Regions from separate parts of the Mus musculus genome. Here all the other regions are linked to region 4. Evidence: chromatin contacts called from public promoter capture Hi-C data. All regions are on one chromosome and are shown on one strand. Each heading gives the region's core, a stretch centred on a gene start, on an enhancer-like site or on the middle of the called end of the contact. The rest is flanking DNA. Distances are from core to core; before and after follow the strand shown. Region 1 holds the start of Glt8d1 (glycosyltransferase 8 domain containing 1). Region 2 has its middle 8.3 kb from the start of Gm41125. Region 3 holds the start of Stab1 (stabilin 1). Region 4 holds the start of Mettl6 (methyltransferase like 6).

Evidence for each region. Promoter capture Hi-C pulls out the DNA fragments that hold promoters and counts their contacts.
Region 1: a contact with region 4 is called in a promoter capture Hi-C map of pre-B cells, with 3 times the contacts expected there. The contact joins the promoter of Glt8d1 here to the promoter of Mettl6 in region 4. A contact is called at or near these places in 5 of 39 promoter capture datasets (cranial neural crest, liver, pre-B cells and 1 more), 1 of 484 Hi-C or Micro-C datasets (pre-B cells), 4 of 115 datasets of contacts at active chromatin or transcription factors (astrocytes, embryonic forebrain, intestinal villus epithelium and 1 more) and 1 of 9 other capture datasets (liver).
Region 2: a contact with region 4 is called in a promoter capture Hi-C map of hippocampal neurons, with 2.9 times the contacts expected there. The contact joins the enhancer-like site here to the promoter of Mettl6 in region 4. A contact is called at or near these places in 4 of 39 promoter capture datasets (the 3T3-L1 cell line, the C10 cell line and hippocampal neurons), 2 of 115 datasets of contacts at active chromatin or transcription factors (acute myeloid leukemia and large pre-B cells) and 1 of 9 other capture datasets (adipose tissue).
Region 3: a contact with region 4 is called in a promoter capture Hi-C map of liver, with 2.5 times the contacts expected there. The contact joins the promoter of Stab1 here to the promoter of Mettl6 in region 4. A contact is called at or near these places in 10 of 39 promoter capture datasets (the 3T3-L1 cell line, cranial neural crest, embryonic stem cells and 6 more), 6 of 115 datasets of contacts at active chromatin or transcription factors (bone marrow-derived macrophages, embryonic forebrain, embryonic hindbrain and 3 more) and 4 of 9 other capture datasets (adipose tissue, embryonic stem cells, liver and 1 more).

The regions. Positions count from the first base shown.
Region 1 is chr14:30,996,382-31,003,974 of GRCm38.p6, forward strand. It overlaps Glt8d1 (glycosyltransferase 8 domain containing 1), which reads left to right and starts at 5,052. Exons shown (of 10, transcript NM_029626.2): 1 at 5,052-5,616. Spcs1 (signal peptidase complex subunit 1 homolog (S. cerevisiae)) reads right to left here and starts at 5,285. Exons shown (of 4, transcript NM_026911.3): 1 at 4,824-5,285; 2 at 4,463-4,522; 3 at 4,297-4,383; 4 at 3,445-3,841. The coding sequence starts at 5,036. The coding sequence ends at 3,716.
Region 2 is chr14:31,948,327-31,955,355 of GRCm38.p6, forward strand. No RefSeq gene overlaps it. Among named protein-coding and RNA genes, the nearest start is that of Gm41125, 8.3 kb to the left of the region's middle. Within about 2 kb of position 5,680, at least 15 of the 459 cell types and tissues checked have an H3K27ac peak or open chromatin away from gene starts, as enhancers often do. A contact at or near this core is called in hippocampal neurons, where this site is marked.
Region 3 is chr14:31,163,585-31,170,633 of GRCm38.p6, forward strand. Stab1 (stabilin 1) reads right to left here and starts at 5,057. Exons shown (of 69, transcript NM_138672.2): 1 at 4,828-5,057; 2 at 214-350. The coding sequence starts at 4,908.
Region 4 is chr14:31,489,696-31,496,760 of GRCm38.p6, forward strand. It overlaps Mettl6 (methyltransferase like 6), which reads right to left and starts at 5,345. Exons shown (of 6, transcript NM_025907.4): 1 at 5,207-5,345; 2 at 3,902-4,269; 3 at 2,627-2,761. The coding sequence starts at 4,126. It overlaps Eaf1 (ELL associated factor 1), which reads left to right and starts at 5,384. Exons shown (of 6, transcript NM_028932.4): 1 at 5,384-5,676. The coding sequence starts at 5,574.

The DNA.
Region 1 (7,593 bases), core at 3,802-6,301, 490 kb before region 4:
GTTAGGGTATCAAGAGCTTGCTGTGGTGGGAGAACTGGGTTCTGATGATGCTGTCACTTAATATCCTTGCACTTGCCTCTCACCATCTGGTGTTAACTGCCCTGGGTATCTCTGACTGAAGCAGACCTCCTTGGAGGCAGGTAGAGCTCTGTGACCTGGGTTAGAGCTGGTCTCCTGGGAGACAGGCAGTGCTGTTTCTGGTTAGGGTGGGCCTCCTTCATCTCTGGTTAGAGCAGGCCTCCTGGGCCTCTGGTTACTGTGAACTTCCTGTGTCCCTAGTTACTGTGGACCTCCTGGGAGGCAGACAGGCTGTGTCCCTGGTTACTGCAGACCTCCTGGGCCACCATGTAGGGTGTGGGAGGATATCAGGCCCACTGATCTGGCCTGAGTGGATAAGTAGACCAGAAGGCTTTACTTTAGTTTCTAATTTATTGGTATAAATATATTACAAATTATCTTACTAGCTTTAAAAAAAGTTCTTCCATTCAACAAAACCAAACCACTAATGGTGCACACTTTTAATCCCAGTGCTTGGGAAGCAAATCCAGGAATTCTGTGAGTTCTAGACCAGCCTGGTCTATGCAGTAAGGTCTAGTCTGATCTATGCAGGGCTACATAGGAAGACTGTCTCAAAAAAAAAATTCCATCTTTTCATATTTCAGTATTGTTTTTATTTAAACATGCACTCAGTTTCCATCTTCATTTAAAAATGAATTGAACCCAGGTCCTCTGGAAGAACAAGCCAGTGCTCTTGACTGCTGAGCCATCTAGGCAGCTGGCTTAGTGTCCTTGTAACGTTTCCCCAGCAAAACACACTCGGACAACCGGATCCTTCTACGGCAAAGCTTTATTGCTTACTTCTCAGGAAGATCCAGAACCGGGAAAATGGAGCTGCTTAAATACCCCTCTGTGTGACGTGTCAGCTCCTGATTAGCTGCTCACCCATCACCCCACTATTACACCCCGGGATGGGCAGTGACTTGGCACGAATTTACTCCAGCACCTGCGCACATTGCTTGTTTACTAGTTAGGCACTGAGGAAGCCAGCGCCATCTTGTAATGGCGATTGTGCACAGCTTCCCACAGCTTAGTTTAGTTTTTATTGCTGTAGAGAGACACCATGACCAAGGCAACTTTTATAAAGCACATGGAATTGGGGCTGGGTTATAGTTGCAGAGGTTCAGTCCATTATCATCATGGTGGGAAGCAGGCAGCATCCCGGTGGAAATGGTGCTGGAGAAGGAGCTGAGAGTTCTACATCTCAATCTGAAGGCAGACAGGAGAGAACTGTCTCTTCCACATTGGGCAGAGCTTGAGCACTGGGAGCTCTCAAAGCTTGCCTACACCGTGACACACTTCCTCCAACAAGGCCACATCCCCTAATAGTGCCACTTCACACAGGGTAAGAATATTCAGACCGGGGCTGGAGAGATGGCTCAGCGGTTAAGAGCACTGACTGCTCTTCCAGACGTCCTGAGTTCAAATCCCAGCAACCACATGGTAGCTCACAATCATCTGTAATGAGATCTGATGCCCTTTTCTGGAGTGTCTGAAGACAGTTACAGTGTACTTACATATAATAATAAATAAATCTTTAAAAAAAAAAAAAAGAATATTCAGACCACACCAGTCCCTTGACTTTTAATTCTACCTGGGTCTTTCTAGCTATCGAATCACATTCATTACATAAAAGAATCTTTTCTTGGTTTATTGGATTCCACTCAGGAAGTCCTGAGATAAATAAGGTTGCTATTAGTAATCCTCCCACACGGACTCCTAGCATGAAGCCTTGAGACATATTTTTTATTTCAGTCATTTGGAAATATTAAAAGAAATGTCAGGCTTCATAGTTACGACTTTGGCCCCCTTCGAGAACATGTAAAAGTACAATGTTCTTGTTCCAGAGGTGCCAAAGTATTGTTTTCCCACAGATTCACTGTTAAGTTTCTCAGAGCTGTTTGCTATTAAGAACTTACTGCCTATCTCCTTCCTTCTTCCTCCAAGTATCCCTCGCCTTCACTCCCAACCCTACATTTTCTTCTTTCCTCTCTCAGGCCCACTCCCTCCCTGGCCCGCTGTCTAGGTTGGCCACAGTGGGTCTGGCTCCTTTACAATTGGATGGCAGTGCCCCATGAGAAGTCTGAGTAGGGCTAGGCTCTCAGTATCACCCACAGCTTCCTCCCAGGCATCTGATTGGACTCTTTTTAACAGCTTCTGGGGTCTCTGAGCCTGAGACCTCCTCCTTTCTAGTCAACTAGGGTTATTTAAAAATTGACCCAAAATCTAAAAAGAACCTTCCGGGGGGCTTGTGAGGCAGCTCTGTAGACAAAAGCTTTTGTTACCAAGCCTAGTGTCCCAAGTTCAATCCCTGAAATGCACACAGAAGCAAAGAAGTGACTGCTGCATCTGTCTTCTCCTATCACCTCTACAAGTGGGCCCACATTCAGTACATACAAACAAATGTTAACAAAACAATGGAAAAGAGACGAGGGGGCTGTTAATACGGCTTAGCCAGTCAAAGCACCTGGGCTCCATCTCCAGGAACATGGTGTAATCCTGCAAACTGTTCTCACCTCTATATGCACACTCTTATACACACTAAATAACTTTTTAAACAGGGAAAAATTTTTAAAAAGCCGACTAGGAAGGTGCAGTGAGAGATGGTTCTGCTTATATTTCTTAAACAAGACCATCTAACCAACACAAGATCCATGAGAGAACTGCTCCATGAATTTTAGTTGAAAGCATTTGGGCTAAGCATAGTGGGGATATGCCTTTGATTCCAGTACTCAGAAGGCAAAGGCAGGTGGACTATGAGTTCAAAGGTCAGCCTGGTCTACATAGCAAGGTCCAGTTTCTATATTGGAAGACCCCCGTCTTGCCAGGCAGTGGTGGGCACGCCTTTAATCCCAGCACTTGTGAGACAAAGGCAGGCAGATTTCTGAGTTCGAGGCCAGCCTGGTCTACAGACAGTCAGGCTATACAGAGAAACCCTGCCGGGGGTGGGGTGGGGGGGGTGTCTCAAAAACACCAAACCAAACAACTCATCCTTAAAACAGTATGAAGGCTCATAATGGAATGTGAGACTTGGACAGTTATAAATAGGACTTTCCGGGCTGGGGAGATGGCTCAGTGGATAAGAGCACTGACTGCTCTTCTGAGTTTAAATCCCAGCAACCAAATGGTGGCTCACAACCACCCCTAATGGGATCTGACATCCTCTTCTGGCATGTCTGAAGACAGCTACAGTCATACAGTGTACTTATGTGTAATAATAAATAAATCTTTAAATGAATAAATAAATAAATTAGGGCTTTCCATATGCCAGGCGTGGTAGCATATGCCTGTATTCCCAGCACTTTGGGAAGGTAGGGCAGGATTTTGAACTTGGAGACAGCATAGTCTACATAGTGAGAACCCACTGCAAAAAGAAAACAAATGTAGTACAAGTTATGAAGTGTTTATTCATTATACACACGGGAAAGAAGCATTGCATACTTGTATCTCCTGTTCTCCATAACAAGCTTATGAAGAGATGGTATAAAATAGTCATAACTTAAAATACATTTGGATTAGAAATGAAGCCATGACAATTAGATCTCGACACAGCTGTGCTATAAGAACATAGGCGGTTTAAGCTCATGTTTTGCTTATGAAAGCAATTCAGCTCATCTCACAGGAAACAAAAGCAGGTGCTGAATCATGAAAGTCCCAATCAGTTATTTTTAGCATGCCTCTTAATTTTTCTGTCCCCTGATTTCTTGTCTTCTGTGCCTAAGTCTTGAACAGGTAACCACTTTAGGGGATGGCGGCGGTAGATAGGCCATGGAGGAAGTGTCAGCTAGATCAGAACAGAGAAAAGGTAGCATTTATTTCCATTCAAGGTCTAAATGATCATTTAGTATGTCTGATCCCCAAATAACCACCATGCTAAAGATTAACAAACTAATGAGACAAAATATGTCAGGGAGTGAGAACAAGCCTTAAGTGTTTACACATACAAGTTTTAAGAACTAAAAGAAATATGAAGGCTGCGTGAGCAAAGCGAAGCCCCTGGCATATTCATTTTACTGCCTAGAGGAGATGCAAAAGACAATTAGAAAGCTCTACACCTTTATGTAGCGCAGGCCATCGGACACAACTTAACATTCTACTTTTCAAATAATAGAGAACAGAAACATTAATGGGAAAGACGAACAAAGAGGTGATTCTGGTTCTCACTGGTAGGTCCAACCAAGTCTCCTGAGTCAGAAAACTTACGCTACTGCTAATACGCAAATACCACAAATAGCTTACCAAACAGGAGAAAGCAAATCCGGCCATAACTATGTAGACAGTCCACCCAAACTGTTCAGCCACGTACCCGTAGATAAACCCAACTATCTGAAAAGAAACAAAGTATATAAAATGCACTCAAACCAAGAGAGGCGGGGTTAAGAATTAAAAGTAATGCAATACTTACTGCAGAAAAAAGAATGATCCCCTGAAACATCTGTTCAGCTAGTTTCTGCCCCTTGTAATCCTAGGGACGAAAAAGAAGAGGACGAGTTGGTCCTACTGCCAAAGGACTGCAATTCTCGTAGGGAACTCAGCGTTGGCATAAGGCAGCATTCAACACCAGGAGGGCCCGAGAGTAAGGAAGCAAACATGTAATTTCCCAGGGAAACTTGGGCATCTTAACAGACCACGGGAAAGGGGATCTATTCTGGGGAAGAGAAGGGAAAGTGAAGCCAATCTTAGGAGTGGCTCCGGTGAGGGTGAGGGGCTTAGAAGTCGCTAGGCTCCAAAGAGAAGTGCGGGGGATCGGGGACGCGCGCCCTCACCATCTGGGTGGGCAGCGAACTCAGGTGTTCCAGCATGGTTGCTGAAGACCGATACCGACAACGAAACGGACGTAGCCGATTATTAAGGAGTAAAGTTTGCGGGGGTCGATATCGAGAGCAAGGCCGACCAGCCGAGCGTTTCACTTCGGCCGTGGCCCCGGAAGCGGATGTCTCCGAGGGGCACGGACAACCCCTGGCCCCGCCCCGCGCCATCGACAAGGGAGGTACGTCTCTTAGCTTTCCTAGAACCCTGTACACTGCTCACGAGGGCTGGGGCAGCGACCTGGCCGGAGCATCGTGCACCGGTCAGCGCTCCTGGCCGCCCGGAGCTGTAATTGCGGCAGGAATCACTTGCGGGCTGCGCCTCCCCAGTTTAACGGCCGCCGGCGCGCTCCACGTCTCCATAGCGACGGCCTTTACTCGGGGAGGACCCGGGCGACGGGGCTGCCCCGTGGCGCCTGCTGCGCCTGGCTTTCTGGCAGAGGGAGGCACAGTCAAACTAGGGGTTGTGGCCCTACGTGGCTGCTGCAGAGCTCGCCGGCCAGTGGGCCACGGCCAGAGAGCAGCGGACGCGGACGGCCCGGCGGTGGGCCGGGGCCTGGGGCCTGCGGAGCGAGCGCTGAGCTGGCGGGGCGGGCTGGGGCGTGGGCGGCGGCCACTCCTCCCAGCGCAGGTAAGGGCGACTGCGCCCAGCCTCGGAAGGCGACGATTCGTCTGACGCGGCTCTAACCTGACCTGTCAGTGCGTGGCGGGATCCCCGGAGCGCCTCACCACGTCCCCATCACTCCTAAGCGTAAGGAGGCTACTAATGATCTCTAGAGTTAGGGAAGATAACGAAGCCACATTCTCCAGGGAAAGGAGACTGCCTCGGAGAAGAGCTGCGAGGCCCAAGTCGCCCCACATCTCGTGGATTGAGCTTCCGTGCCCCTATGTAGAGGGTCCCAAATTCGGCCTAACTTTTTGGTTGCCGGTTTCCATGGCTCATTCCCAGGCCAGTCCCTCTTGGTAAAGACCAGCCAAGGGCCGGGCGTGGTGGCGCACGCCTTTAATCCCAGCACTCGGGAGGCAGAGGCAGGTGGATTTCTGAGTTCGAGGCCAGCCTGGTCTACAAAGTGAGCTCCAGGACAGCCAGGGCTATACAGAGAAAACCCGTCTCGAAAAACCAAAAAAAAAAAAAAAAAAAGACCAGCCAAGGGGTTCCCTTAACCCTGTCTTTCAAGGGTTGTGTATTTCAAAGCGTGAGCCCTTCCCTCATGACTGAGCTAGATGGGGTGCCGAATTCAGACAGACCATTCTGGGGATCCCATCCTCTGGGGCCCGCTGCCTCTGTGGACTCTGCTGTGCATGCAGTCAGGCACAGATGGCGAGATGCTAGACACTCTAGACTGGGAGGTGAGTAGCCGATGCCAGCATCTACACATCCATGGAGCTACCAACCCATTAGTTAGTTAGTTAATTTTGATTAGCACAGTTGTGACTTAGAACTTGGAAACTTGGAGTGTGTCAAGGAAGATGTCCACATCACTCCAGTAATGTGACTATTGAATTAGCTGCGGGGGGAAAGCACCTATGTGATAGAGCTCTGGAAAGTGTAACCTGGGCTTTGGGGACGTTTCCTGATCGTGAAAGACAAGTGGGGCATAGCCAGTTAAGTGTGTGAAAATGTCCAAGTGTTCTTGTGCTTTGACACCATTCAGAAAAGTACAGACCCCCTTGACACTTCGGACCTTAGAGCCAGTACAATGAAAGACTACAACAATCTTCAAGGGTCTTTTTTCTTTTCTCCTTCCCTACACTTTCCTTAGTACATATGAATAGGCTCTCATTCCTCAGGGTTGTATCTCTACCAGTGCACTTCATAGGACGGGAGTTTGTTTTACAGACCATATAGTATTTGAACTATAAAAAGATGGAAAAACAAAATGGTTTTGCCTTGTTCCTTTTGACCCAACAGCTCCATAGGAATCTCATGCTTTTCCATATTCTGGAATTTAATGTTAGTGATGATTAAGATTGCAGTAAGAGCTCTTCTTTATTGGAGATCTGGACTCCTCCTGGATTAGCAAATCCAGGACTGTTCCACAAATGTCACATGCTTGCTGCATTTCTGGAAGGGATGGCCTTAGGTGACAGGATACAGCAGTAGAATTACATTTTCATTTAACTCCTTGTTTCTGTGGAACTTAGATTCACAGCTCACAGATGCACACATGCGATCATTCCATAACTGGGAAGGAAGAGTAAGATTGTCGGTGTAAGGAGAGCACAGAAAGATGCGATTGGTGACCTCCGCAAGAGCAGTTTGAAAATAAGACCAAACATCTGAGAACAGAGGAAGGAAACACACAGAGAGAAGAGTATTTCAGCTCATTTGAGACATTTAGTGTGAGGGAGGCAGAGACATGGACCTGTGGGTCAGTCCTCTGGAAGTGCTCCATCTTCTCCACCCTCCTCTACCTCTACTGCTTTAACTGGAAGACACCAGAACATGCTAGTGTGCGGATGGGTGTGATCCACCAGGAATGGCGAGAAGTTGGTGCTACACGAGAACAGTTGTAGGATAGGGTACAGAGCACCAGTGGGAATCCTTCCATGGATATCTGTGCTCCATATTGTATGTAATAGGAGGGGAAAGTTTTTTTAAAAAGTTGAGACTGAATATAAACAGAGGTATTTAGCTTTAGCTTTTTTTTTTTTTTAAAGTGGCGGTATGCTAGACAGATAGTGAGTAAAGTACTCACCTCACAAGTGTGAGGACCCGAGTACTTAT
Region 2 (7,029 bases), core at 4,430-6,929, 460 kb after region 4:
CAAGATGTAACCCAGGAGCCTTGGACACCCAGGCGCATCCCTGAATGCATCCCCTCTCCTTACCATGCTCCCACTTTGCTCAACTTCTACTCTATGCATTTCACCACCTCCAACTCAGCCTGAATGCGTGATGCTTCTGCTTGACCCAGAAGTTGCTCCTCAAATCCTCAGTCTCCATCATCATGAATTCCTCACCACCAAATTGCTGAATCCTCATTGCTTTATGCTTTTGACACCTTGAGAGCGTGAAGCTTTTTGTTTTGTTTTTTATTAACATACAGGGAATCTTTTTAAGTCCTAAAATGATCCTAGACCCAAAGAAGGAGTGTGCCTAGCTCCAGTATCTAACTCCCATTCACTTCTGACTTTGATGTTGAAATTGTTTCCCACAGCTCTGCTAAGTCATAAATTTGGAAGATGGAGATGGAACACCCGGACCCAGGCCCCTGTAAGACTAGAGACTTTGTGAACAGACCAAATGAGCAGGAGCCCAGGTCCCCACGGCACCCACCACAGTTGTGCCAGCTCCCCTAACCTCCAGCACACATCCAGGGTCACAAGTTGGGCTCTGTAAGGACATGAGAAAGAAAAGAAAGAAAGTTCTGGCTGTTTTCATCTGGGTTGGCTTGCAGCACATGTACACAGGTCAAAAATGAGCAGTTGCCTTGTAACAAACACATCCAGGAACAGCTTAAAGAAGACAGCAACTGGTATAATTTCATCACTCTCAGAGGGTGGGGGGCAAAAGCAGGATGAGAGCAAATCTGAAGCTGCCTGGTTACCTAGGTCAAGGTCGTCCTGAGATGCACAGCAATACCTACTTCAAGAATACCCACATCAAGGACATAGCTCAGTGACAGAGGACTTGCTTAGGATGCCAGAGGGGCTGGGCTCAATCTCAGCATTGCCCTTCCCTTGTCAAGGAAAAAGTACTAGAAATGGAGAGTGGAATGGTGTTGAAGGTCCTCTAAGGTCACCGGGATCTTTCCTTTGTGCATGCCAGCCCTGCCATTTTCTCTGCTTGTCACTCCAGGCTGGCACAGAACACTCAGAGCTTCTGTCCTCCAAAGGCCTCCAAGGGACAGGCAGAAATTTCTCAAACCTCACTCACTCCCTGCATCTAGTGGTCAAGAGAGCAGGGCGAGGAGCAGAGGACATGGAAGCACACATACACAGTGACACACACACTCTCTCTCTCTCTCTCTCTCTCTCTCACACACACACACACACACGCACGCACGCACACACACACACACACACATGAACATACATGCACACTACACACACACAAATTATGCACATATAACACTCACATGCACATACACCACACACACACACTTGACACATACACGGTGCACACTCGAGAGACACACACATGTACACACACATACCACGCATGTCTTCCCATGATGGTGGAGGGGACATGAGAAATAATGGAAAAATAACTTCCATATCTGAAGAGGTGAGGAAAGGCAGACAGGACAAGACTGGGATGAGGAAGAACAGTGAGGTCGTGAGAATGAGCATTTCGGGCAATGTCTTGTGAGGTGAAAGCAGGGTCAGCAGAGACTGGAGGAAGCAGCAGAGAGGAGGGACCATCTCTTCTTAGAATCCTGCCTAGCTCTGCGTATTCACAATGCTGCAATGACTGAACACTTGGAATTAAAACAGTCAAGAACCAAATGGAGGCAGGATGGACCTGTGTGGGTGGTGGTGGGATGGACTTGTGAGCGTGGTGGGATGGACCTATGTGCATCGTGGCGGGATGAACGTGCACATAGTGGGTGGTGGCGGGATGGACCTGTGTGCGTGGTGGTTTCTTTCATCTCAGCACTCAGGAGGCTGAGGCAGGAGGATTGTGAGTTCCAGGCCAGCTGGGTTATACAGCAAAACCTTGTCAAAAGAAAACATAACTTTTAAGGTTAGTGGGATGGAGACCCCCCAAGGTGTGTTGATTAATAAAAATAACAATTAAAGTGAGTGTCAGCGTGAGAAGGCCAAGCAGACCAGCAAGATGGTTATCATTCAACACTTAAAATGCTGGCCAACTCAATTCTATTCAACAGAAGATGAAAAAGAAGGAGAGAGACTATAAAGGAGTACAAATGTATTAAAAATATTACCATCCACCAGTGTGAATCATGCCCACAGCAAGGTTAAAAGGCTCTATAGTAACTCCGTAGTAACTCTTGCACAAGCAGAGTGCATCCTGTCTGCCAAGCCTCTGCTAAGTGCTTCATTGGCATGATTCCATTCAAACCCCAAGCCCCTGGTAAGGTGCATCTGTCACCGTCATCTATTTATCAGATGAGGAAACTGTGTTCCAGATCCTAGCGGCCTAAGCAGGCAGCGTTGGGTGAGGCAGAGGAGTCGGATCCCCTGAGCCATTTGTTCTGTAACTTCACCGGCAAAGGAGCTCTTTCCACAAGACTCCAACCTATGGTGCGTATATGTTTAAACACAGTAGTGTTTGTGTAGAACAGCAGCAGCCAGTTTGGAAATATCAGGGGAAAGGACATTCTAGTCACCATGGCAACCAGAGTTATACATTAGTAAACAGTACACTTAAAAACAGCACAGGGAAAACACAAGATCTTTACTGAGAGGCAAAGAGAAAAATGCATGCATGGAGTGACATGCTGGATTAAAGCTTGGAGAAATGACTGTCCCACATTCCAAGTACCCTAGGGGTTTGCTGTGTAGCCCAGGCTGGGCCTCAAACTCAGCCTCTTCTGGCCTCAGCCTCCTGAGTAATGGAATTTTAAGATGTGCTACAATGTACACCTCTAAATTAGTATTTCTGTCAGTTCAACCACATGGGTAGTATTTATCTGTTTTGTAGCACTGGGATTTGAACTCAGGACCTCATCTTAGGAAAGTACTCTATCATCTGCACCATTACCCAGCCTTGAAATTATTCTCTTAAGAAAATTACCTAACTTCAGAATTTTATTATAGTAAATAGATCAGAGGGTCACATAAAACATTTTATTTGGAGTTAAATATGTTCTTTGCTGGAGCTCTCTCTCTCTCTCTCTCTCTCTCTCTCTCTCTCTCTCTCTCTGTCTCTCCTTCCCCTCTCTCTTGTTCTTTTAGCATAATAAAGGTAAGTGCCATGTGTTGAACTGGCTTTTATTAGAACACAGAAACATACTTGTAAAACTTTTAGGAATTTTGTGTGCTCGTTTATACATAGCTATGATTAAAAATTACATTATATGAACTGGGCTCAGTGGGTAAAGGTAGTGGCTGACGAGCCTGATGACCCAAGTTCAATCCCCAGGCATCTCCCGGTGACAGGAGAGAACGGGCTCCTGCAGGTTGTCCTCTAAGTTCACAAGCGTAGTGTGACCTGTGTTCACATAATAAAATAAACAAATGTTAGAAACTACCCCCAAACACCAACCAATGTTTGTGCTATTTAAAAATGATGGGTAATAAAACCATAAAGTCCATTTCCTTCTATTTTACTGCATTTTTCAAACTGTGTATGCTTTCAAGTTCATGCACATAAAGTGGGTATGCGGAAGGCCACGTTCTCCAATGGCATGCTGCTGTGCGTCTCTTCTCAACACAGCTCTGGGATCAGTGGCATCCTGTCAGTAGCTGGCAATTTTCTGTGGTGGGAAGACTGAGGCCATGAGATACTTCTGTTCTGCAGCTGTACAGACACCCGAGATAATCAACTCAGAAAGAGGAAAGGTTTATGTTTGGATCGTCCCACCTGTGACGAGCTGGCCTTTGGACCTATAGCAGCACAGCATGCAGGAGGGATGGGTGCACATGGTGGAACAAAACCAGTCACCTCTGCATTGCTGAGAAGCAAAGCAGAGAAAGAGGAGCAGATCAGAGTCCCACAGTCCCCAGTAAGGGCATGTCTCCAGTGATCTAAATGCCCATCACTGGGCCCTACTAGTTAAGTGTCTACCACCTCCCAATAGTGCCCAGCTACAGAACCAAGCTTGTGACACGCAGACCTTTGTGGGACATTCATGATCCAAATACCAGCACTGGTAGGGGCTCTGCACAGGTTAAGGTCTGCGTGTTTGTTCCTTTTTTCTGTTTTGTTTTTCCCTTTAAAATTGTATTGATTTGATTTGTATGCTTGCCTGCTCATGTCTGCCCAAGAGGGCCAAGAGGGCCAAAGAAGGCATCGGATCCCATATAACTGGAGTTATAAGTGGTTGTGAGTTGTCCTGTGGATGCTGGGAACTGAACCCATGACCTTTGCAGTGCTCTTAACCACGGTACCATTTCTCCAGCCTCAGGTTCTGCTCTTTTGAGGGAGCTGGTTGCTAAGCATTGGCCTAGGAGCATGTGAGCAGGCTTCATGTCTCTTCCTCCCTTTCCCTGTCTCTCATTTTCTGAATGTGTGTGTGTTTCAACAGAAGGGGGGGAGGGGGAGGGGGAGTGGGGAGGGGAGGGGAAGGAGGAGGAGGAGGAGGAGGAGAAGGAGAGGAAGAGGAGGAAGGAGGAGGAGGAAGGGGGAGGAGAGGAAGAAGAAGAAGAGGAAGAAGGAGAAGGAGAAGGAGAAGGAGAAGGAGAAGGAGAAGGAGAAGGAGAAGGAGAAGGAGAAGGAGAAGAAATCACCTAGTAGTTTCTATAAACAAGTAGGAGAAGTAAACCAGGTATATAGAGAGTGTGGGCTTGCAACCCCTACTCAAGAGAGTTCAAGGCCAACCAAAGCAGTTTCCCAGACTCTGGCTCAAAATGAGAAGAAGTGAGCTGGCAGTGTGGCTCAGTGGTGCATGTTCAAGGCCCCATGCTCAATTTTGGAAGAAAAGAAGAAGAAATGGGCTGAAGAATACATGGTGTCTCACAGTCAGTGCTAACAGAGGTGAAAGGATTTCCTCGTGGTAAATGCGAGAGTGATTATGTACTTTCCCTTCGTAAGCGGACAGTATTTCAAGTTTGTTCACCTTTATCCTGATAAAAGGGAGGTCAGTCAAAGACATCTAAAAGACAAAGGCTTGCCCTTTCAAAGCAAGGTTATGTTGCAACGGAGTGGGAGGCCTTTAAAGAAACTCAAGCTTTGGGGAGAGGATGTGGAAAGCAGGTAGGTGATCTGAGGCTGAGGCTGAGGCTGAGGCTGAGGCTGAGGCTGAGGCTGAGGCTGAGGCTGAGGCTGAGGCTGATGTAAAACCCAGAGCCTGTGGTTTCCAAAGCTGGAGATTCTGACTTTATGTCACCGTTAGCTTCATCTGTTACCTTGACACAAACATAATAGTCACTTGGCAAGAGGGAAACTCAACTGACAGATCGCCTCCATTAGATTGGCCCATGATGCATTCTCTTAATTACTAATTGATGTAAGAGGGCCCAGCCCATGGTGACATCCCTAGGTGGGCCTGGGCTACCATGAACTAGAGGCAAGTCAGTAAACAATGTTTATTCCTCCATGGTTTCTGCTTCAAGGTCCTTAGTGGGCTGTAACCTATAAGTGGAATAAGCCCCCCCCCCCAAGTTGGTTTTGCTCAGTGTTTTATCACAACATAGAAACCAAAGTAGGGCACCTTGTGAGAATCTTCTAAAATAAACTGACTTGTCTCCAGTATGAAAAGATAAAGCCTTCTAATTATTTTACAGAAACAGCTAGTTGGCAGCAGGAGTCATGGCAGCTGTTAGCTGACTCCCAAGTAAGGCAGTCGCGTGTGGGTGAATAGCACAGGCCAGGAACTTGTAGTCCTCCTCCAAGTGCTGAGATGCTAAGTGTTGCCGGGAAGAGTCTGGTGTAAGTGTGTCCTCCAGAGGTGCAGCTGCTGGGAGCTTAGCACTCAGCGTGCTGATATCTCTTGGAGGCAGAACCTTCAAGAAGTGGTGCCTAGGCCATCAAGATGGTTCAGCTGGCAAAGGTGCCTGATGTCCAGCCTGTGTGGCGTGGAAAGAGAACTACTCACAGAAACTGTCTTCTGAGCTACACACACACATTACACACATGTACACACACACACTCATACATGCACACACACACACAAACACACACACATATACACACATTACACACATGTCCACACACACACATACACCACACACACTCATACATGCACACACACTCACACACATTTATACACACAAACACACACATATATACACATTACACACACACATACACACATACATACCACAGACACAAAATAAAATATATAAAAATAAAATATATAAATAAACATAAAGGATGGATAGTTAAATATTTTTATTGATAACATCCTTTAAAATTTGGTAATATTAGCTTAGGGACAATCTTAAATGCATCTGTGACACAAAATCCTTTTCTTATCAGATCCAACCACATTTGGACATTTGGATTTTAGCCTCCCCTACCCCTTCCCCTCAAGTCTTATGTTCAGAATTCCGGTGCAGTCACCATGCGTTTTGACAGGTCCCTGAATTCCTAACCTCTGCGTGCGCACGTGCACACACACACACACACACACACACACACACACACACACATAGCCTGGCTTGCCCTTCAGAGCTCAATTTGGGCCCTTTCTCCTGATGAGAGAGAGCAAGACACCTGGGCTGTGTGCATTTTCTACATATGCCTGTTAGATGTTGTTCCCGGGATTTTGTAGTCACCTACCATTTAATTATCTATGACCCTTGAGGGTCCTGCTTTATCTTCTGGCTTTATTTTTAAAATAACTTTTTTTTTTGACATGGGTCTCACTATGTAGCTCAGGCTGTCCAGCCATCACCGGCTGCCATTCTCAGTTTCACATCCAGAGAGCCGCATTTGACTTTGCCCTGCGACTCTGTGATGTGTTATTTGTGCAGTGGCCACCAGAGGGCAACAGAAGAACAGAGTCTAGTCAATTCTATCCCTCTAGAACTGTAGGCTGTGGATTGCAAGATTATTTTAGGTCTGAAAGGGAAGTCTACTGGTCACATGAGCCTCAGTTTCAGACAATGATTTTAAGCAAACCCTTCCAAGAAAGCACGATGGTATTCAACATTTTAATAAATTGAAACATTTGAATATTTTGAATTTAGAATTCAAGTTGAAAAGTTTGGGTTCTGCCTCCAGCT
Region 3 (7,049 bases), core at 3,807-6,306, 330 kb before region 4:
AGCCCAGGGCCCAGCACACAGTAGGTGCCTTGTTAAACACCCTTCCTCCTCTTTTCCTGAGCCTACTGCTCTGTAGGACACAGCAGGTTTGTGGGTTACCGGATACTTTGTTTGCTCCCACCTGGAGGTCGGTGAGGTTTCTCTGGGTCCCCCGCTGCCCTCTGGGTTCCCCGCCACCCTCCGGAAAGTGTAAAGAAGCGAGTGGAGCCATACCGGCAGTCCAGAAGTATCTTCTCTGGGAAATTCCGAGACCAGCCCCAGGGACATAGTTGCCTCCTGATAGCTGCACACGCCGTACAGGGTGTGTGAGTGACAAACTTGGTGTGGATGTCGCAACGTTTAGACCGTACCTGGGACATAGGCAAAATGCACAGTGAGGGGCCTGAGTCTATACCAACTGCACAGTTTCCCTTCAGTTCAGTGGGAATGAGCAAGGCCAGGGAAGGTCCTAGGAAACCTCGTTGTCACCTCCTGTCCCCATGTCTGTGGCTGAAAGCCTTCAGGTTTTCTCTTTCTCCAGAGGAATCATTTCCATCTAAGGGGAGGAGCTTGAAGTCCCAAACTGTCACAGGGACAGGGTGTAAAGCAGGGATAAGAGCTCCCTGCCTTCTTGGTCCAAACAGACACGTCACAAGCCTCACACTGTGTACAGGGGTACAGTGATTTCATACTCAACCTGTCACACTAGGACAAAACACAGGCTTTCCGCCAAGCACCAGCTCGAAGCAGAAGGTCTGGCCTGCCATGTTAGGGCTGGGAGCCACTGCTGAAAAAGCCCCATGGCAGTGCTGGCCCAAGGCGCCACCTCCAGATAGGGAACCAGCACCCGGGTGATAACAGGCAATGGGGACAGCGGGGGTAGGGCGGGTGGGGGGCGGTTTACAGGACCTAGGATGTTTTCATTTCATTTCTGTTGCTGTGATAAAATACCCTGAAAAAATGCAACTTAGAGGAGGAGAGCTTATTTTAAGCTCACAACTCCAGGTCACAGTCCATCATTGTAGGAAGTGACAGGGACTTAAAACAGCTCCTGGTACCACGTCCACAGCCAAGCAGAGAGAAATAAAAGCATGGGGCTGGAGAGATGACGCAGCAGTTAAGAGCACTGACTCCTTTTCCAGAGGCCCTGAGTTCAATTCCCAGCAACCACATGGTGGCTCACAACCATCTGCAATGAAACCCAATACCCTCTTCTGATGTGTCTGAAGACAGCTACAGTGTACTCATATACAAATAAATAAATCATTCTTTTAAAAAAGAGAGAAGCAAAAGCATACTTCTCAGTGTTCAGCTAATACTCTGTACATTTAGACAGCCCAGGACCCCCTGTGTAGGGAATGGTGCCATCCACAGTGGGCACCACTAACAGAATCAACACCATCTTCCATAAACACACCCACAGGCCAACCTGATCTAGGCAATCCTTCATTGAGACTCCCTTCCCAGTTGATCTCTAGGTTCTGTCACCTTAGCAACAGAAACTACTCTCATGATTTGGACCTGAAGGTTGTAGGAGAGTTGGCCAGGGTCAGTGCTCTGGCTGAAGGGCAGCAGTAGAACCAAGACTCGAGAAGGAGGGAACTAATGCCCCTGTGTGACCTGCAGGGTAGCCTGCAGGAGATTGGAGAGTGGCTGCGGGCCAGGCTGACAACAGAGGGCCAAGCTTGGGTGAGGCCCAGCTGGTGCACCTTCAGGACTCAGTTAATGAGTTGTTTTAAAATGCATTTGTTTCTTTTCAAGATAGGGTTTCTTTGTGTTGCCCTGGTTGTCCTGAAACTCACTCTGTAGACCAGTCTGGCTTTGAACTCAGAGATCTACCTGTGCCTGCCTTCTGAGTGCTGGGATTAAAGGCGTGTGCCACCACTGTCTGTTAAATTTATTTTATTATTTTGTTTAAAGCTTTGATACATGTTTATACTGTGTGTCTCACATAGCCCCAGGCTGGCTTTGAGTTTCTGATCCTCCTACCTTCACCTGTTACAAGTGTGGGCTACTGCATTTGCTTCAGTGAGTGATTTAGAGAGATGCCTGCCTGACCACTGTTGTGGAGAACTGAGGGGGGGTGAGGAAGGAGGGCATTCCTCGAGGGCAGCCGAGGAAACAACAGCATGCTGGAGGGAGTAGAAGGTTTGAAGAGCTCCTGCCTGCCTCCATCCTGCAGCCCCATTCAGTGGCCTGAAACGACGCCCACCAGTTTTCCACTGGGACCACCTTCTGGGTCACAGTGCTATACCCCGGAGCGCGCAGACTGAGCCTATAGTTGTGAGAGAATGGGCTGAGAGGGAGATACACGCTGATGGGGGAATGGCTTGGAGAAAAACATGTTCTTATCTTGAAAATGCTGACCACACTGTAAACTGGTGCCTCCAGAACACCCCTTCCCTAAAATGAGTTACAGGTGAGCAGCTTCCCAAAGCCAGAGAGAAAGGAAAACACTTTCCAGTGGAGTGGAGCGTACAAAGCCCCCCCACCCCCCTGCCCCCGGCCCCCACCTCTCTGCTACTGTGATTTTTGCCTTTTCCGCTCATGGCCTCATGCTTGACAAAGAGGGAAGTTACTCAGCAAAACCTCAGGTCTAGATGATGTTATGTTTGGATTTGTCATGCCGAAGCTCCTCTTTGCAGAGCCAGGACATGTCTAGGAAATTGAGCAACTCAGTTTCAGGTTTGGGGAACATCCTTGGCTGACAGTGGGCCCCCCTCAAAGCCCTTTGCCTAGGCAGAAATTAAAGTCCAGTTACCACTCTGGTTGGGCCCCTAGGATGGTTGGCCAGGATTGGGTAATGCTCAGGGTGAGTTGAGAACTGTTCTTCAGAGGGAGGGAGGACCAGGAGGAAGCTGGAGCTTTGTAAGCCTGTGTGCCAGTAGTGATGGATGGATAAGCCAACTGCCGAATCAGCACCTCTCTCTCCGGGGACCACACCCGAGTGAGACAAGGCACTCATCTGCCCACCAGTGGCACCAGACGGAGCTCACGTTCCCGCTGGGGATGCAGCTGGGTGGGATGAGGCTGGAGAGGCCTCAGCTGACTCAGAGGTCTGCTTCCTGGGAGCACCTTACGACCTGGCAGGGTGCTCAGCACGAAGCTGAGTTTGCCTCGTCTGCTTTCTCTGTGTGTGGGAGCTGGGAAAACTGTGGAGACATGAACCATGCAGCTCAGTAGCAAGGTGAAGAAAACTCCCCCGAGCTGGAAGCAAGTTCCTGGGGAGTCTCTGGGTTGACCACCTAGAATCTAAATCCCCAAAGAGCCGAAGGGCCCCGTGAGCTGCCTCTCTCTCCTCTCCTCTGGATCAGAGCAGGGGGTGGGGAGGTGGGGACAAAGCTGGGTGCTAGCCAATGCCCCTGTTTTTGTGCTGTGGCTGTGGATCCCCAGGCTTGTCCTCGACACAAAGTCGTCCCCGGGCAGATGGACGGACACATGCTAAGACCCTCCCACAGGCAGATCTCCTTGCATCTGCTGCCGGAGCCTGCTATGCCAAGTCCTAATGCCACCTGTGCTGGCTGTCGACTCAGGGGTCCTCTCTTCCCTCTGAGGCTACGTTCCTAGCAGCTGCAGCTTGTGTCCCAGGTCATACAGGATGAGGGACTGTGAGGGGAAAGTAAGGACAGCATGGCTACATCCCTACCCACAAGGACCTCAGGACCTCGTCCCTGGCCCAGGCTGGCTGGGCTTCAGTCTCAGAATGACAGACTTAGAACTGTCTGGAACTACAGCAGGTCTCGGAGCTGAGATTTCTCACTGACCTCTGTCCCCATTGCCCAGGACACGGGTGGCAAGGTGCTTTTCCAGCTTGGCACAACCTGGATCTTGTGGTTTTCCATCATGTTTATCCTGATGTCCCACCTGCTCCACCCAGCCCTGGCCTGGCCATGAAATCCCCTTCCCACGGGACCAAGCCCCCATGGCTGCCTGGTGGTGGATCCCCTCTCTCTGCCACGGGAGCCTCGGAAGCTGCCTAAGATGAAGGTGAACTCGGTTTCACGAGGGAAGCTCCTTTGCCCAGATACAGATCCAAAACTCAGTCTCCACACTTGTGGGAAGCTCTCCCCAAAGCTCACGCAGCAATTCTGAGCTGGGGAGACCTAGGGACAGGCCCTCTTGGCCTCCGGAGCCATGCTACAACCACTCACGAGGCCCTGTGTTCTCAGCACACTGGGTGGGGAATGGCAGTCCTGAGTAAGAATCGCAGGCTGTGGTCCCAACTATGGCTCCAGAGGGAACAGCTTGCGGCTCTCCTCCTCGGGCCTGGGATTTCGAACAGGAGAAACAAACAAGCTTGCTAAAGACTATAAAGACTGAAGGGGCCACGTTCAGGGGCCTCTCTGAGACTTAAGAACATTGTTGTTGGTTGCTGTCTGTCCAATGGATCTCGTCTGTTCCACACAGGCTTGGGGCTGGCCACGGGCATATTGGTGGCCAAGTTCTGATTGAGCCCCTTGGTTTATAGTTCCCGGAGGATAGGTAACGATCACATTTAAAAGCCCCAGGTGAGGGCCGCATAGACTATGGTCTCAGTCTGGGAAAGAAGGCCAGGAGGATGGGGCTGGCTCTGTCCCTGTTCACTCATAAGCTAGGCAACCCAGGATGACTGCCCAGAGTACATGACCAGCTAGCCCGACAGAGTTAGAGGGGAAAAATTGCTGAAGCCTTTAAGCTTCAGGTAGAACAGCCGTAGACTTCAGCCTGGGGAGGTGGAACAATAGTCTGGGTCCCTGGGCCCCCAGGGAGCTCAGACAGGTACCAGCTGCTTTGATACCCCCACCCCAACACATCCATACACAAACTATCATGGTCCCTCCCTGTTCCCTGACCCTGGCTCCCACTCACCGTCTGCCCTCGGATGAAGCTGGAGTCTGACAGGCAGAGGACCAGGACACAGAGCAGAAGGAGGGTTCGGGGCTCTGCCATAGCAGGCAGGTCTGCTGTCTGAGACAAAAGTAGTGTGGGGACAGTGATTGCAGCAGCGGCAGGCAGCGAGTGAACTCCAAGAGGCAGGCATGAGGAAGGAGGCAGGACAGGGTGGGTGAGCAGCCGCTTTAAAAGCTATCCGTCAGCTCACCCCCACAGGAACCCACCAGGATTTCCTCCTGCGTATCAGCAGCCTGCAGGCGGAAGGGAAGACGCTGGCCAGTGACCCCCACATGGACGACCTGGGCCCTGTTCAGGGCTTCCTGGCCCAGGACGCTGCTCCCTGGCACCATAGTCTAGAGGTCCAGACCCACCATTAGCCACCTGCCTGGGGTCTAGGGGAGATTCTAAAGCAAATTTAAGCACCAATAAATAATTTTCCCTGCATCTGTCAAGCTGGCTTTTTCATTCAGAAGCTTCGGGGTTCTGGTGCCTAGGAGGTTGTTGGACAGCCCCTGGGCTGGCTGGCCCCCAGGTGAGCTGCCTCAGTCTTTCCGTCAGACACCAGTAGAGGTGGAAACACCATGCTAGCCCCTCAGACTGGTCTCCCCTACCAGCCTCATGGCCTTCCTGAGCCCACCCCTAACTCTGCAGCCACAGCCCAGGTTCCATTGCACTTCAGTCCTCTATGCTTGTGGTGGGTGGGTGGGTGTCTGTGACGTCCCTCACTTGGCCCTGAAGTCTGTAGTGACTGGGTAGAGCCACCGAGCACAGTCTGGGGGGTTCCTTTAATCTTTTAGGGACCTCCACTCAGGCAAACCCAGGATTCATGGATTCAAAGCAGGAAAGAATTCAGAACTGGCGGGTATGAAATAAAACTGAGGTTTCATTAAAAATAGTGTTTAAAAAAAAAAAAACCACACCCAAGAACATGTGTGCAGATCTCTCAGTCACCATTTAATAAGACTTAAGGGTTTTGTTGCTGGGCTTGTTGCTGTTGTTAGTGTTGTTGTTTTGTTTGTTGTTGTTTTTTCGAGACAGGGTTTCTCTGTGTAGCCCTGGCTGTCCTGGAACTCACTCTGTAGACCAGGTTGGCCTTGAACTCAAGAAATCCACCTGCCTCTGCCTTCTAAGTGCTGTGATTAAAGATGTGCATCACCACCGCCCATATCTATTTATTTACATCTCAAATGCTGCCTGGTCCCCCTCACAGAATCCCTCCCCGTCCCACTTCCCCTTTTCCTCTGAGAGCATGGGGCCCTCCTGGGACATCAAGTCTCTGCAAGATAAGGTGCATCTTTTCCCACCGAGGCTGGACAAGGCTGCCCTATTGGGGAAGAAACTCTCAGTCAGGCTACAGCTTTAGGGAGGGCCTCTGCCCCTTTGCTGGACTCTTTCCTTCCCACGTGTCCGTACATTTTCCCTTTCTACTTTGCTTCTTTTTGTTTTTTCGAGACAGGGTTTCTCTGTGTAGACCAGGCTGGCCTTGAACTCAGAAATTCGCCTGCCTCTGCCTCCTAAGTGCTGGGATTAAAGGCGTATGCCACCATGCCCAGCCTTCTACTTTGCTTCTTGGCCAACTGGGGCTTTTCTATTCCAGTAAATTAACTGCAAGGGTATATGCTATGGGTGTATATATATGGTAAAGGTATACGGTAGAGGTATATGGTATATGTCTGTGTGCTCTTCCCTTCTCCCAGGTAGGTGTGGTCTCTGATGGTGAAGCTAATTGGTTTGGACTAAAATCTCTTGCTGTGCCTCACAAAGCAGACGCATGGGTCTGGGCTGCAGCATGGGCTTCAGTTACGCGCCACAGGCTTTGTCGTCAACTGGCCAACTAAGTCCTTTCTGTCTCCTCTAAATGTTGCCTCGGCTAGTCTTTCTGGCTGCTGTCCTCAGGGCTGCCTGATTAAAGAAGTAGATTTTCTTTGTTCAGATAAACTCGGCCTGGGTTTTTTTTTCCATTAATCACGGTTCAGAGCACTTTTTTGACCTGACACCAGGCTTTGGGGCAGCCCAGGGCCTGATTTCAGCCCCTCTGGCACTGGCAATCAGCTGGCACTGCTCTTTAATAGTTCATTTTTGTCTCTCCTGGAGTACTGTTAGCTGAGAAAGGACAGGAGTACCATCTGGACTGACACCGGTGTGGAACAGACAAGGAAGGGATAAAATGAAGTTGTTCTTTGGTTTTGTTTTGAGAC
Region 4 (7,065 bases), core at 4,095-6,594:
AAACATCCATAAACATAAAATAAAACCTGTCTAATAAAAAATGAAAAGAAAATGTACAAGTCCATACTCTGAGACATGAAGCTACTGCACTGTTCAAATCCAGAGGGGCAAGATAAGAAGGATTCTCACTCTTCACCCCAACAAAAAGCCCCCAGTAAGTACGGTTATAGCCAGGAAGAGACAGGCAAGGGACAAAGAGAAGACCTAAAGCTAAGAAGACATACAAAAGTCACCAAAGGAGTTTTAAGTGTCTGGTAGAATAAGAGTAAGTGTATCATATAATACCCAACCCTTGGTTACAAATCCGTATGAACTTCGGTATCTACTGTCCTATACTATGTGCAACTTAAACAAAAAGCATATAAGGGACACCAAGAAGTGAAAAAAAAAAGTCTGAAGAAAGAAGGCCCAGTATCAGAGCCCAACTCAAATATGGCATCGAATGAGAGACTAAGAGCTTAGGCATTTAAAATAATAATTATCAAAATGGTATAGACACTGGGGCTAGGGAGATGACTCAGTGGGTAAAGGTACTTGTTGCTAAGTCTCACTATCTAAGTCTATCCCCAGAACCCACACCATAGAGAGAATCAACTTTAGCATGTTGCCCTCTGACTTCCACACATGTGTAACGACACGTGCATGCCCACATACATGTATATTCACACACAATATAAAAACAGACAAACGGGGCTGGTGAGATGGCTCAGTGGGTAAGAGCACTGACTGCTCTTCCGAAGGTCCAGAGTTCAAATCCCAGCAACCACATGGTGGCTCACAACCATCCGTAACAAGATCTGACTCCCTCTTCTGGAGTGTCTGAAGACAGCTACAGTGTATTTACATAAAATAATAAATAAATCTTTAAAAAAAAAAAAAAAAAAACAGACAAACAATGTTTTTTAAAAAGAACACTAGGGGCTGGAGAGATGGCTCAGCAGTAAAGGCTGCTTTCTCAGAGGACCCGACTTCCACTAACCATATCAGGCAGCTGCCGATAACTCCAGCTACCGGGGATCTGCAACTTCTGACCTCTGCAGGTGTGCCGTGTTTATACGCACATGCAGGCACATACACACTATACATAATTAAAAATAGAAAAATAGCTGGGTGGTGGTGGCGCACGCCTTTAATCCCAGCACTCGGGAGGCAAAGGCAGGTGGATTTCTGAGTTCGAGACCAGCCTGATCTACAGAGTGAGTTCCAGGACAGCCAGGGCTACACAGAGAAACCCTGTCTCATAAACCCAAAATAGATAAATCTCTAAACTCTAAAAGAAAACTAAAATGGTACAGATGCAAATGCAAAAGAGTTGGCTCGGTGGTTACGAGCACCGTCTGCTTTTCCAAAGATCTGAGTCCAATCCCCAGCACCCACATGAGAGCTCACAACTCTAACTGCAGTTCTAGGGGATTGGGCCCTCTCACACACACACAAGCAGGCAGAACATAAATGTACATAAAATAAAAATAAATAGATCACTAAAAACAGGGCAATGGAAACAATAAATGATTATCTAAGTGCCAGGCGTAAAGAATTCTTACACATGAAGCCTGTTACCTCAAAAGTAAAATGCTAATAAATTTGATATGAGCTAGGAATGGTGGTGCACACATATAATTCCAGGACTCAGGAAGGCTGAGGCAAGAGGATCAACAGTTTAACCTGCCTCAGCTTGGGCTATCTCAACAACAATAACAACAACAACAAGACATAATTAAATCCTGCATTAGAAAAGGGCTACAATTAATAATATTGAAAAGGAAAAAAAGAGATGCTTGTAACATATGCATGATTAACAAACATCCTTACTATATTCTAAAATAAGAACAGAAAAATAGGCAAAAGTTATGCACAGATTAATTCTTACAACTAGCACACAGTAAGCTCTCACTAAACACACGGAGAAGAAAGGAGGTAATGGTAGAAAAAAAAAGGTATGTGTATTTACGAATTTTAGTCTTCAATATCTCTAGTAATGAGAAAAATAAAATGCTCAGACTTTTTTTTCTTAGATTGGTGAAAGAAAAGAAAAATAAACCCGAGGAAACAATTATTGGTAAAACTAAAAACCGGCATGGTCTTTTGAAAGGAAATGTAGCATTATCTATTAAAACGTAAACATTCACATCTCTATTTTTTGGGGGGGGGGGGGTTGAGACAGGGTTTCTCTGTGTAGCCCTGCCTGTCCTGGAACTCACTCCATAGACCAGGCTGGCCTGGAACTCAGAAATCTGCTTGCCTCTGCCTCCCAAGTGCTGGGATTAAAGGTGTGCACCACCACTGCACAGCCACATCCTTCTTTCTAAGGGATTCTGTTTCCTCCATTACTCATCACAGAGGACTGTGCCTGTGAGTTTTGTGAAGCATGTATACAATCCTGGTCACAGTAACCTATCTTAAAAGGGCACGCAATCAGACACCAACCTACAAAGTAAGCCATATGAATCAAGCACAGAGACTGTTTAGTAGTATCTCTGCTTTGCTTTGAATCAAATATTTTCACGTGCACAGGCAACAGAAAACGGCTTCCGTGGTGCTCATGGCTGGTGAGCTCCTGGATGAGGACACGACTAGACAAAGGCATAAGGAAACAAGCAGCGGAATACATATACGGTGCACCAACCTTCACGTAGTCAACTGCCCTTGGAGAAAAATCACAGGCATAGGCAAAGAGATTCAAGTCTTCTTCTAAAAGTGGGAATAAACAGTTCCCAACCCCACAGCCAGCCTCCAACAAAGTCAATTTTTGACCTTCATACTGAGGAATGAGAACACAGAAGTTATAACACATTGCGTTTGCATAATAAACATACCAAGCTAAAATGTTCAGTAGGCACGAGATGTCTCTGACCTCAAGAGGCAGATACTAAACAACAGAGCTAGTGAGAAAAAGTTAAACACTGGCACCTCATTTATAATCATTCGACAATGGGCAGTTAGTTCAGTGTGAAAAATAAGGCAGCCACAGCACAGTGCATACACTCTGGGCTAACCTCCTCCTCAAATCCCAACTCCTCTTTTGCCCCTGGATTCCATCCTCGGGCAACTCACTTCTATAGCTCTGTGCCTCAATCGTTTTTCCTGCAAACAGGAACAACACGAATGCACTTCAGAGAGTTGCTATGAAGCTTAACTAAGGGAACAGATGCAAAATTCTTAGAAAACAGTACAGCAAATGTTCATTAACTACCAAGCAGCTTCAATCTGTCACTAAAGTGTAGTCTGAATATTTACTATTTCTAACCTTCACATCAGCTTTAACTAAGCAGAAAGCATTAGGGGGCTGGAGAGACGGCTCAGTGGTTAGGAGAACACATGTTCAATTCCCTGCATTCATATGGCCACCTACAACTGCCTGTAATTCCAGTTCTGGTGGCCCTGACACCCTCTTCTGACTTCCACAGACACTAGACATGCATATGGTACATAGATATACATGCAAGCAAAACACCCATATGCATAATAAAATAAACAAATCTAAAAAGAAAACCTTAAAGCTCTGTTTTCTATTAAACAGCCCAGACATTGCTAAACATACTTGAAACAAATCAGAACTCTCCATAGGTACATTCTGACAGACGTCCTAATTTTCTTTAGGGTAGCTCAGTCAGTAAAGTGCTTGCCACACAACCACTAGCACTCAGGTAAAAAACTGGACGTGGTGCCGCACAGTTGGAATCTCATTCTAGGAAGGCTCCCTGGGGATTACTGGCTATCTAGCCCAAGCTAATCTGTGTGCCCCAAGTCTACTGAGAGACCCTGTTTCAAAAAACAAGACAGCTCCTGAGAAACGGCACCTAAGGGTGCCATCTGGGAGCACTCTCTACATGTAACAAAGGACCTCTCTTCTAGGCATCATAAATGAAGATGGCTCGAGCCAGGAGAAACCCCAGCCTACCTCCCTACATGATCTCAACTCCTCAAACTCTCTGGTGGTCCAGTGTCTGTCCTTGAAAAAATTGGTACTGTTTCTTTTATAAAAAAGGTCCCAGTTCTTCTGAGCCTCTTTTTCCAGTTTTTGCTGTTTAAAAGCAGACACCAAAGCTTGGTCTCTTTTCAGTTTCTCCTCTTCTTCAGTGCTAAGAATCCTTGCTTGCAGTCCTTTCCTTTGGAAAGAAGCCATTGTAGTTGCCGGAAACACATTCAATGCTGCTATAGGTCCTCTGTTCTTCAACCATCTGAACAAACGATGCTGAGATTGTAGACACTGGAGTTTCTCTGATGCAGTTTCCCCAGGTGACTTTCCAGCTCCAACAGGATACGATGCTACTTAGGAAAGAGAAAGGGGGGGAGGGGGTTGACTGATTGATTCTGACTAGTGATTCTCTAACAACCTGCCTGCTTCTCTCCCCATCCTGTTCATCTGAGCCAGGGGCTGTCCCTGAAGCCCAGCCTGTCCCTTGAATGTACTTCCTCTTGCCTCATCCTCCCAACTCGGGTGACCAGGGCCTCATCAAGCTAGATCGTTCTTTATTATTTCTAGAGCTTGGATTCTAAACGAGTCCAAGACTCGGGGAGAGGTTCCCGGAGGGCTCTTTAAGGCTCCGGGGTCAATTCACTTAACACTCCCGAGATGCTGACTCTGCCCAACACCCTGCCGGGGTCTGGAGAGGTCATAAAGACCAAGACAGTCTCTACTGCATAGAGCTTACTACACTCAGAGACCAGAACTCTCACGGACCGGACTCCCAATTCAAATCAGATGAGCCAAGTACTACAAGAAATAGGTTTACTTAGGGCAAAGGGACGCATCCACGAGTTGACTGAGAAAATGTGAGAAAAAAAAATTCTCATCAACGTTCAGTGCCCGTGGGAAACGTGACTTCAAAACAACGGCAACAACCGCCCTAACCGAAAGCGGGTAGACGATTGCCTAACAGACACGGGATCGCGGGGGGGCTAAGGAGGTGACGGAGCTGATCCGGAGAGGCCGGGGTTTCTGATCGTACCCATAAACTGAAGGAAGCGTCGTCGGCCAGGAGAACTGAAATCCTCTCATCGCAACCATGGAGCGAAGTAGGGGGAAGGGTGACTGAGGTCCCGAGAACCGTCATCGCTCTCTGAACCCTCGGATAAAGCAGGCCGCTAGGGTCTCGGGCATGTCCAGGGACACTCATACCTACATTCAAACTCGCGTCCACTCAGTTCCCCACGCTCTGAGCTCCCAGGGTCCCCAGCAAAGAACAGGTCAGGGCGCACTCACCCGTCAGTCAAGCCCAGGCGTCGGCAGCAGAATCTTCTAGCTGACCTGGGCTCCTCCTTAGACCAGAAAACTGTGGGCTGCAGCAGTCCCGGAGAACTCTCTCTCCATGGCACTGCCCCCGCTATTTCCGTTGGGGAGACGGAAGTCCCTCCCCAATGCCGGAAGTGCAGCGGCCTTACTTCCGCAGAGTCTCTCGAGACGCGGAGTAGATTGGTTTCCGGCCCCGGGTGGGCGCGGACTTGGTTCAGTGCGCGCTCCGGAGCGGTGTCCCGGGAGCGCGGTCCTGCGGGCCGCTTGCGCGGGGATCCGGGGGGACTGCGGCCGCGCGAGGAGAGCTCCAATCCGGGTGCCGGGCAAGTGCAAGGCCATGAACGGCACGGCGAACCCGCTGCTGGACCGGGAGGAACACTGTCTGCGGCTAGGGGAAAGCTTCGAGAAGCGGCCGCGGGCCTCCTTCCACACGATTCGCTGTGAGTGAGCGCCCCTCCAGGTTCACTTGGGGCTCCCTGGCCGCCACGTGCAAGCCCAGACTCCCCTGGCTAATCCCGGCTCGAAAGCGTCGCTTTCCTTACCTCTCATCCCTTAGCCTCTGGAACTTCGATCTGCTCTTTTACTTTGAAATCTCTTCTCCCAAACCAAACCTCTGATTGCTGCCAACTATTCTTTTACTTTACAGTCTCAAATACCACTTCAGAAAGTCATAGCCCCTTTATTTCAAATTCCCCTTCCCAGCCCTTAAGCCAAACTTTTCTCCTTTAGTAGCGATGCCCATTTCTCCTCCCTTGTGTCCCCGTTCTCTTTGTCGAATTCTTCCATCAGGGCTCTTGCCCTGGAAAAGTCTTCCGTTTGCTACGAGTGTCGTTTACTTCATTCCTTCCCTTGCTCCTTTCCCCTTGCTCTTGGTCTCCTCCACAGCCAGGGAACCTGCATTCTTCGTGCCACCCATAAGGTTTCTTCTTCCTCTCTGCTTATGACACTGATTTTGTTGTTGTTGCTGTTCGAGACAGTCTTACTAGTGATGCTGGCCTAGAAATTACTATATAATTCAGGCCAGCGCTGAACATGCTGCAGTCCTCCTACCTCAGCTTCTGTGGTGCTGAAAATATGGACCTGATCCACCATACCTAGCTAGATTAATGTCACCTACTTCACCTTAACTTCTGGGCCAACTCACTTGTGGGTGAAGAATAAAATTAGAGTTTGTGCATCTGGCATAAATTAAAGCCTGATCTATGTTTGGAAAATGAAGAAGGCAGCATAAGGAATGTGGAAAGAGTCATTATGTTGGGCCCTTTCCTACGTGATTATAGACTCTGAAAGGGGTATTGCCACTGTGTGTCCTGAGTCAGGACATGGCTGACCAAACCAAGCACATCCCTGTGAATCACAGGCGTCGGGTTTCCGGTAGCGTTAGTGTGGGTTAAGACCTGCTTTGTCATGGGAGCTAATCGATGTGACTCAACACACAGGCAGGGGGGTGTGTTAGATATTAAAGTCCCATCTCTGTGTGGCCTCTTGTCACATAGCTGCATCTGTGCTTTGCACCCACAGCAGACTCAGCTGTTGCAGAGAGACAGTACTGGGGAAACGATAAGATTGTCATTTCCCAGTTGACTAATTTGTTCCTCCACAGAAGAGCAGTGTAAGTTTAAGTGCAATTCTGCACATGTGCTCCTGGCCTGCAGTTTGAGTCAGGTGCGAAGTAAAATGGCTGTTCCTATTGTGTAAGTGTAATTTGCAAGAATAAGCAGGGTAATTTCTGGAGTTCGCCAGTCTGCTTCTGAACATAGCCAGACTTTTTTCCCCCACCAAAATGAGAACTTGAATGTGGCATGTTCTATTTTAGAACATTTCTGTGC